Linked DNA regions of Ovis aries: region 2 is linked to region 1. A link is a contact called in public Hi-C data. All regions are on one chromosome and are shown on one strand. The core of a region is the stretch at or near the end of the contact, and the rest is flanking DNA. Distances in the headings are between cores, read along the strand shown. Region 1 has its middle 31 kb from the start of PTGDR. Region 2 has its middle 29 kb from the start of OAZ2.

Region 1 (3,834 bases), core at 572-3,071:
GCAAATAGATGGGGAAACAATGGCAGACTTTATTTTGGGGGGCTCCAAAATCACTGCAGATGGTGACTGCAGCCATGAAATTAAAAGACACTTACTCTTTTAAGTTATGACCAACCTAGACAGCATATTCAAAAGCAGAGACATTACTTTGCCAACAAAGGTCCATCTAGTCAAGGCTATGGTTTTCCAGTAGTCATGTATGGATGTGAGAGTTGGACTATAAAAGAAAGCTGAGCGCTGAAGAATTGATGCTTTTGAACTGTGGTATTGGAGAAGACTCTTGAGAGTCCCTTGGACTGCAAGGAGATCCAACCAGTTCATCCCAAAGGAGATCAGTCCTCGATGTTCATTGGAAGGACTGATGTTGAAGCTGAAATTCCACTACTTTGGCCACCTGATGCAAAGAGCTGACTCATTGGAAAAGACCCTGATGCTGGGAAAGATTGGAGGCAGGAGGAGAAGGGAACGACAGAAGATGAGATGGTTGGATGACATCACTGACTCTATGGACATGGGTTTGAGTAAACCATGAGATTTGGTGATGGACAGGGAGGCCTGGCATGCTGCAGTCCATGCGGTTGCAAAGAGACACAACTGAGCGACTGAACTGAACTCAACTGAACTGCAGATAGGATGATACTATGTGGAAAATACAATAAGAACAGAGCAGGATACATTTTCTGTGTAGTGTTGTGCGCGCGTGCTCAGTTGCTTCAGTCATACTGACTCTTTGCTACCCTTTGGACTGTAGCCCACCAGCCTCCTCTATCCATGGGAATTCTCCTGGCAAGAACACTGGAGTGGGTTGCCATGCCCTCCTCCAGGGGATCTTTCTGACCCAGGGATTGAACCCATATCTCTTATTTCGTGGGCTGGCAGGTTCTTTACCCTGGCCCCACCTGGGAATTCTCATGTTGTATCAGTTGAACAGCAGACTAAACTGGAAGGAAATATTTCAAATTAGAAATAGGAATCATATTAAAGTGGTATGATTATCAGGAATTGTTACTTTTAAATTAAAAAATTATAGTTAATTAAAATTAGATTTTCTTTTCTGCTTCCAAATGAGCTCTTTCTCTTTTGTGTGCGTGTTCAGTTGTGTCCGACTCTTCATGACCCCATGGACTGCAGTACATCAGGCTTCCTTGTCCCAGTCCCTGAGCAAACTCAGGAAGATGGTGAAGGACAGGGAAGCCTGGTGTGCAGTTCACGGGGTCGGGAAGAGTTGGACCCTACTGAGCAACTGAACAAGTGATGTCTGCCTCAGGCACAACTCTGTACCCTTGGAAAGACTTAGCCCCGACAGAGCCCCCACTCGCATCCTCACCCCAGTGGGGACAGTGGCACAGTCCTTCTCTCCCGCCACCCAGGCAGTGCAGCCAATGGTCCCCAAGCCGGCTGAAGGCCACAGGGATGCCACTGCCTGGTCTAGAGGTCGGAGCAGCAAGCACACTCCTGGAGGGAAGCGCTGAGGTGCCCTCACACCCCCTGCAACACACCAAGCCGTCTTCACACCCCATCCAGCCGGACACACTGAGGGAGCCGAGGCCTTCAACGTGTCTACCATTCGAAGGCTGTGTGATCTTGGGCACCGTATTTAATCACTCTGTGCCTCAGCATTCTTTTCTGCTAAATGGAGGTAACGGTCCTACCTGGAGGGCTGCCTACCCGGGTTCAGTCTGGCACACAATGTACTCAATAAAGGATAGTGTTGCCATCTGCTCTCTAGCTAACGTCTCCTCCATCCACACTCTCCGCTCCAGGGTGGGGAGCTCCTCAGAGTTCCAGACGAGCAGCCCATATCCTCCGCCAGGTGGAGCCCGTTTCCCTCGCGCCACAAAGAAGCCCCTGACGCAGGTGGCCAGTCAGGACAATCGCAGCCGTGGTCGCCCCTGCGGGGGTGAGGGGTATCCTCTCGGCCTCTGCCCGCCCTGCCCCGGCCTCCTCCCCGCGCACTCTCGGCCGTGGGCCTCCCAGGCTAGCTCCCTCTCCGTGCCTCCGCTTCGGAGCGCCTCTGCATTGTGCCTGGGCGCAAGCCGCTTGTCCCCGTCCGCGGGCTTGGACCCGATGAGCGGAGGGAGGGCAAGCTGAGTTCGGAGTGAGGACGAGGCTCCCGGGAGCGGGAACGTCCGGGTGCAGGCAACAGTCCTCCAGACCCCTCGCCTCTCCGCCTCGCCTCTCATACCTTGGGTATGATATGCAGGCAACTGCGGCGGCCTCCCGCTCGCCCTCTACTCTCAGGCCAGACTGAGGGTCCATCTTCGGGCTCCCCCGACCAGGCCATGGCTAAGTGGGTGGGAGCCACTCGGGACTCCGCAGATCCCCCAGTGCTTTTCTCCCTGACAGCAAGTTGTCCCAGCCTTCCTGGCCTGGATGTACGACCTCCCCTAGGGCCTTGGAAGCCTGGTCTGGCGCCCCCAGGCGTTGAAATTCACACCCCAAGCGCTTGAATGGGCATTTACAAACTGAAACCGCTGTTTGTAATGCCTGAAGGCATTTCAAGAGATGGTCAGATTTGTTTATGATCAGAAAAATACAAATTAAAATGACAGTGAGATACCACTTACACCCATTGGGCTGGCAAAAATTAGAAAAACTGGATAATGTCAAATAGTGGTGGGGACTGAGGGGTGTTCTGACAAGGTGCAGTGCTGGTGAGGGTAGCCTGAGGCAGCCATTCTGGCCAAGAATCTTGGCAATAATGAGGGAAACTAAACACAGGGAATCGTGACCCTGAAATCAGGCTCCTTCTCTTACAGGCTCATAAGGGGACATGTTAGATCACGTTTGTTCCTGGATTGTTGTTTTGTGGTTGCTGGGAGCTGGAGGCAACCCAAATGCCCACATTGGGAAAGTGGATGGATGAGTAGAATGTGATACTACCATGCAAGGTGGCTTCCCAGGTGGCTCAGTGGGAAAGAATCCCCCTGCCAGTGTAGGAGGCTTGGGTTTGATCCCTGGGTTGCGGAGATCCCCTGGAGAAGGAAAAGGTGATCCACTCCAGTATTCTTCCTGAAAAATCCCATGGACGGAGGAGACTGGCGGGCTACATACAGTCCATTAGGTTTCAAAGAGTCAGACACCACTGAGAATGCAAAGCACTGTGGAACTACAGATGAAAGGGACCAGGTGTGTTTACACCAACATGGATTGAAACAAAACACAAAGTGCTGAGCAGAAAAGGTAAACCGACTAAATGAGACCTAAAACACAATACCAATAAAAGTGCTCGTGCACAAAACAACACAGATTTGCAAAGATAGATACAGTACAAACAAAAAGATACTCGTTAAACTCAACAGAATGGTTGTACTTGAGACCCTGGGGGGTGTCCACGTCTCCTTTTTGTTGCCTTATAGACATTTATAGCTTCTTTAGATTGTGGGGGATAGTGAGGTCCCAGGCATCTCCGCCCCAAGGCAAGAAGTCATTACTATTTCTTCTGGGATCAGAGGAGGACAAATATCTTTCAGTCATTCATGTAGTTCAGAAAGGCTTCCTGGGGAAGGAAGTACTTGAAATGGACTTTGAAAAATAATATAATGAGAAGAGCTAACAATAAGCCCCACTGTAAAGACTGTGTGGATTATCTCCTGTTGTCCCCCAACCCACCCTATGAAATGGACGTTATTATCACCTGATTATGGGGGAGGAAGTGAAGAACAGAGAGGGTAAATAACTCTCCCTACCTCACAAGGTAAGTGGTGGAGCCAGGGTTCTAACCCAGCTGGTCTAATTTAAGAACCACAGCATGAGGATCTGGTGGTAAACAGGACCCTTGATGCAGTCAAAGCTGCAGACAGCTGGTGGTTGGTCATAGTCCAAACCCTGGCC
Region 2 (3,577 bases), core at 365-2,864, 150 kb after region 1:
ATGAGCCAGATGGTTCAGGCCTGAATCTGTATTGGCATGAATGAGGCTGTCTTGTTGGACCTTCTGATCATCTTGATAGAAACATCTCCTTTCAGAGGGTATGGGTGGCAGGTGCACGCTAGCGTAGGGTGCATTAAGATGTTGGCCTAGAAGCAGGGTTCTGCATGTCCCCATGCATACCAGGGCCCTCCCAATCTGGACCTCTTTTTCCATTTCAACTTGAGGATATGGATCTTTCACTGTGGCCCTTCTCCCCACCCCCCCTTACACTGGCTCAGCCACTTACTGATGAGTTAGACCAACCCCCCCGCCTCTCTTTTCTTATCTGTATAATGGAGATGATAATAGCATCAACTTCAGAGGGCTTTCTGAGGATTAAGTGAACTTAGTGTGTGGAAACCTCTTAAGAACAGCATCTGGCATGTGCCGAGTGCCTAAGCATTAAGCTGTTAGAGGTCTGCATTCATGAGGAGAAATAGATAGGGCTTTTTCTCTGTTCCTTTAGCTGCTCCCCAGAATATCAGCACTTTTAGTCCTTAGACTTCGTAGGTGGCTGGACACAGGAGTGTAAGTAAATCCATGGGTATGAACCTTTCACACAAATTACATGTTTAATCATTTTAGAACTAAGGTATCGGGACATGCTTCCATGCCAGTAAGTGTAATCTATATCCTGGCTGTCCTGCCAGCGTGTGTCTAGCTCCCTGTAGATGGCAGGTAACTGAGGCTGAGGCTGTTTACACTTTTTTTTTGCCCTGATAGGCTGTGCTGCCATGGACGCCCTTGTTCACACCTCTCTGGGCACCTGTCCTGCTTGTTTTCCTTATCATAAATTTCCTAGAACTATCACAAGGTCAAAATGTAGACTTGCCAGTCTGGGTTAAGTAAGACTGGGTACCGTTGGGTTTGGCTGCACCACATGGCATGCGGGATCTTAGCTCTCAAAGCGAGGATCGGACCCATGCCCTGGCAGCGGGAGCTTGGCGTCTTAACCACTGGACCACCAGGGAAGCCCCCTAATTGGACTTTGTGGTGAGCGAGGCTCCTGTGTCTGTTGGCTGTTCCTGTTTCTTCTCGTGAGGATTCATCCGTTCGCCCACCTCTCGGTGTGTCTTCTCCATCAGTCCCAGGTTGAGGGGGACTGAGTGCGGCCCCCAATTCCTTTGTTTGGTTGCTCCTCCTCTTGGAGCTGTGGGCATTCTGGATGCCCATGGCTGCCTCTGTGGGATGGCCACTTAGGCCTCCCAAGCCTGCCCTGTGAATGACAGGAGGCCCTGAGAGGGGACTGGCCGCTCGCTCCCTGCTGAGCTGGCCTTGACCCCTGAGCCTGAGCTGGGGCCGGAAGGGACTGTGCTTCTTGAGGGACCTGGACCACCAGCCTCTCCCAGGCATCTGAGGAAAGTGGAAGCACAGCGCTTCAAGGACATTCTGTCCACTTCAGTGGCACGACCATCCCGAGCTCAGAGAGGAGTGCTTTCCTCTCCTTCCTTCCCAAGGAGGCAGCGGCTGCCTCAGGCTCTGGAGCGCGGGGCGCAGCACCTAGAGGAGAGGGCTGGGCCGGATGAGGCAGGCTTGCTGCAGGGGCCCCTCAGCAGCCGCTGGGGGAGGAGGCTGGGTTGGAGGCCTCCAGGGTCCCTCCCACTCTCGTCTGATGCTCTCCCTGCTGCAGCCCAGCAGGGCACCCAGCCTGCCCTGCACTTCCTTGATGAGGGGCTGCTCCAGCCAGAGGCTGGGTGAAGGGCAGTGGTCTGGGCCCACTAGGGCTTCCCCGAGCTGGACTGGCTGCAGGCTCCTCCCGTGGCAGCGGTGCTGGTTTCCTCGTCGCCCCTCTCTTGGGGAATTAGCTCTGGTGTCCAGCTGGGCTTCCAGCTGGGAGGGCAGCCCACAGCTCAGCAAAGGGGAGGAGAGGCTTCCTCCCACTCAGCTGTCAGCCAGGAAGGGAGGGAAGTACTTCCAGATGTTTAAAAGACATGAGAGAAAATAAGGTGGCCTCTGAGGCTGGATGCCTCCACGAGGCTCTTGACCCTGCCCATGTGGTGTGGGTCCTAATCCAGGTGATCCTGGCAGGTCGGGGTCAGCTGTGTGACAACAGCGGTGCCCCATCCTCGGAGCTCAGTGTCCTTCCGGCCTTGGGCAGGTGGCCCGGGACCCAGATGTACCAAGTGCCGAGTGTCCTGGCACTGCAGAGGAACCAACTCCGATGTCCTGCTGAGTACGGAGTGGCCCTGAGCTATAGTGAACAGCACCTGGAATTCTGAGGGGCCACAGGAGCAAGTTCTCAGCTGCCAGGTAGCCTGGCGTTGTTTGATGTCTTCTCTGCTTGCGGTGGCGGGGACTCCCGGCAGCCGAGCGGGCACCGGGTCTGACTGTGCAGTTTCGTGAGGGTTGTCTCTGTGCCCAGCTGCCACTCGGTTGCCTCATCGAGGGCTCTCCTGAGCCCTCCCTCTCTTTCCTAAGAGAAGTCTGGCTCCATTCTCTGAGCTCTCCGCCCCCCACCCCTGACTTGGGGCCCTGTGGTGCCCTGCCTCTACTCTCCCAGGCAGCCAGGGGCAAACGTGCTGTCTGTGACTGGGGCAGGCAGCCTCCCCGCAATGTTGGCTCGGCCCCTAGCACAGCTCATGCTCCAGATTCCCTGCCCTTGGAGAAGGGAGTACGTGTCATTTCCTGGCCTGTCTCTGGGAATCCCGCTTTGGGACCACTGCTCTGTGGGGCCTTCTGGCAAGTCCAGAGTTGAGGTCGCTGTCAGGCCCCTTCTGGCAGGCTCAGCTGGTAGGTCACAGATCCCTAAAGTTAGGAGTCTTATAATGGAGGGGAATGGGCTTCCCTGGTGGCGCAGTGGTAAAGAACGCGCCGCTGCAGGAGATGTGGGTTCAGTCCCTGGATGTGGAAGATCCCCTAGAAAAGAAAATGGCAACCCACTCCAGTGTTCTTGCCTGGGAAATCCCGCAGATAGAGGGTCCTGGTGGGGTAGTCCATGGGGTCACAAGAGTTGGACACAACGAGCGGCTCAGCAGCAGTAATGATGGAGGGGGCAGGAGGGGCGGTGGATGGGCGTGGAAGCACCAGCTGGGTCACGGCTGTGACTCCCTTGACTCCTGTTAAGGACAGGACTAACGTCTGGGAGTCCTGCCCCTTGGAGGCCACGCGGACTTTGGCTTCTAAGGGGATTTTATGTCCTGTCTTACCTGATCCTTGTGGACACCTTGTGAGTTTGCTGTTCAGTCGCTCAGTGGCATCCGACTCTGCAACCGCATGGACTGCAACACACCAGGCTTCCCTGTCCTCCACTGTCGCACCCTGTGACTTAATCATGTCTGTTCTGGAGCTGTGAGGACGCTGAGGCTCGAAGAAGTTGAGAGAAAGTGTGTTAGGTCCCTTCCTTGATGTTAGCAGTCCCACACTCTCCTGGTTAGGGGGATGGGCAGACTGGGGCCCGCGCGCCCGCCACCCCCCACCGGCTGCCAGGCCTCCTCCCACTACTGCCAGGCTCAGTGGAGGAGCATGAACAGCTGTGTAACTGTCCTCTCCTTTGAACCTCATCCTGTAGAAGAGGCAGGTCAGAAGGCACTCTCCCATT

The links. A called contact is a pair of places that touch in the nucleus more often than the background predicts.
Region 2: a contact with region 1 is called in a Hi-C map of blood, with 5 times the contacts expected there. The contact joins two enhancer-like sites. A contact is called at or near these places in 12 of 16 Hi-C or Micro-C datasets (blood, hypothalamus, liver and 5 more).

What each region holds. Positions count from the first base shown.
Region 1 is chr7:43,440,785-43,444,618 of ARS-UI_Ramb_v3.0, forward strand. No RefSeq gene overlaps it. Among named protein-coding and RNA genes, the nearest start is that of PTGDR, 31 kb to the left of the region's middle. Within about 2 kb of position 1,822, at least 25 of the 54 cell types and tissues checked have an H3K27ac peak or open chromatin away from gene starts, as enhancers often do.
Region 2 is chr7:43,586,632-43,590,208 of ARS-UI_Ramb_v3.0, forward strand. No RefSeq gene overlaps it. Among named protein-coding and RNA genes, the nearest start is that of OAZ2, 29 kb to the right of the region's middle. Within about 2 kb of position 1,615, at least 5 of the 54 cell types and tissues checked have an H3K27ac peak or open chromatin away from gene starts, as enhancers often do.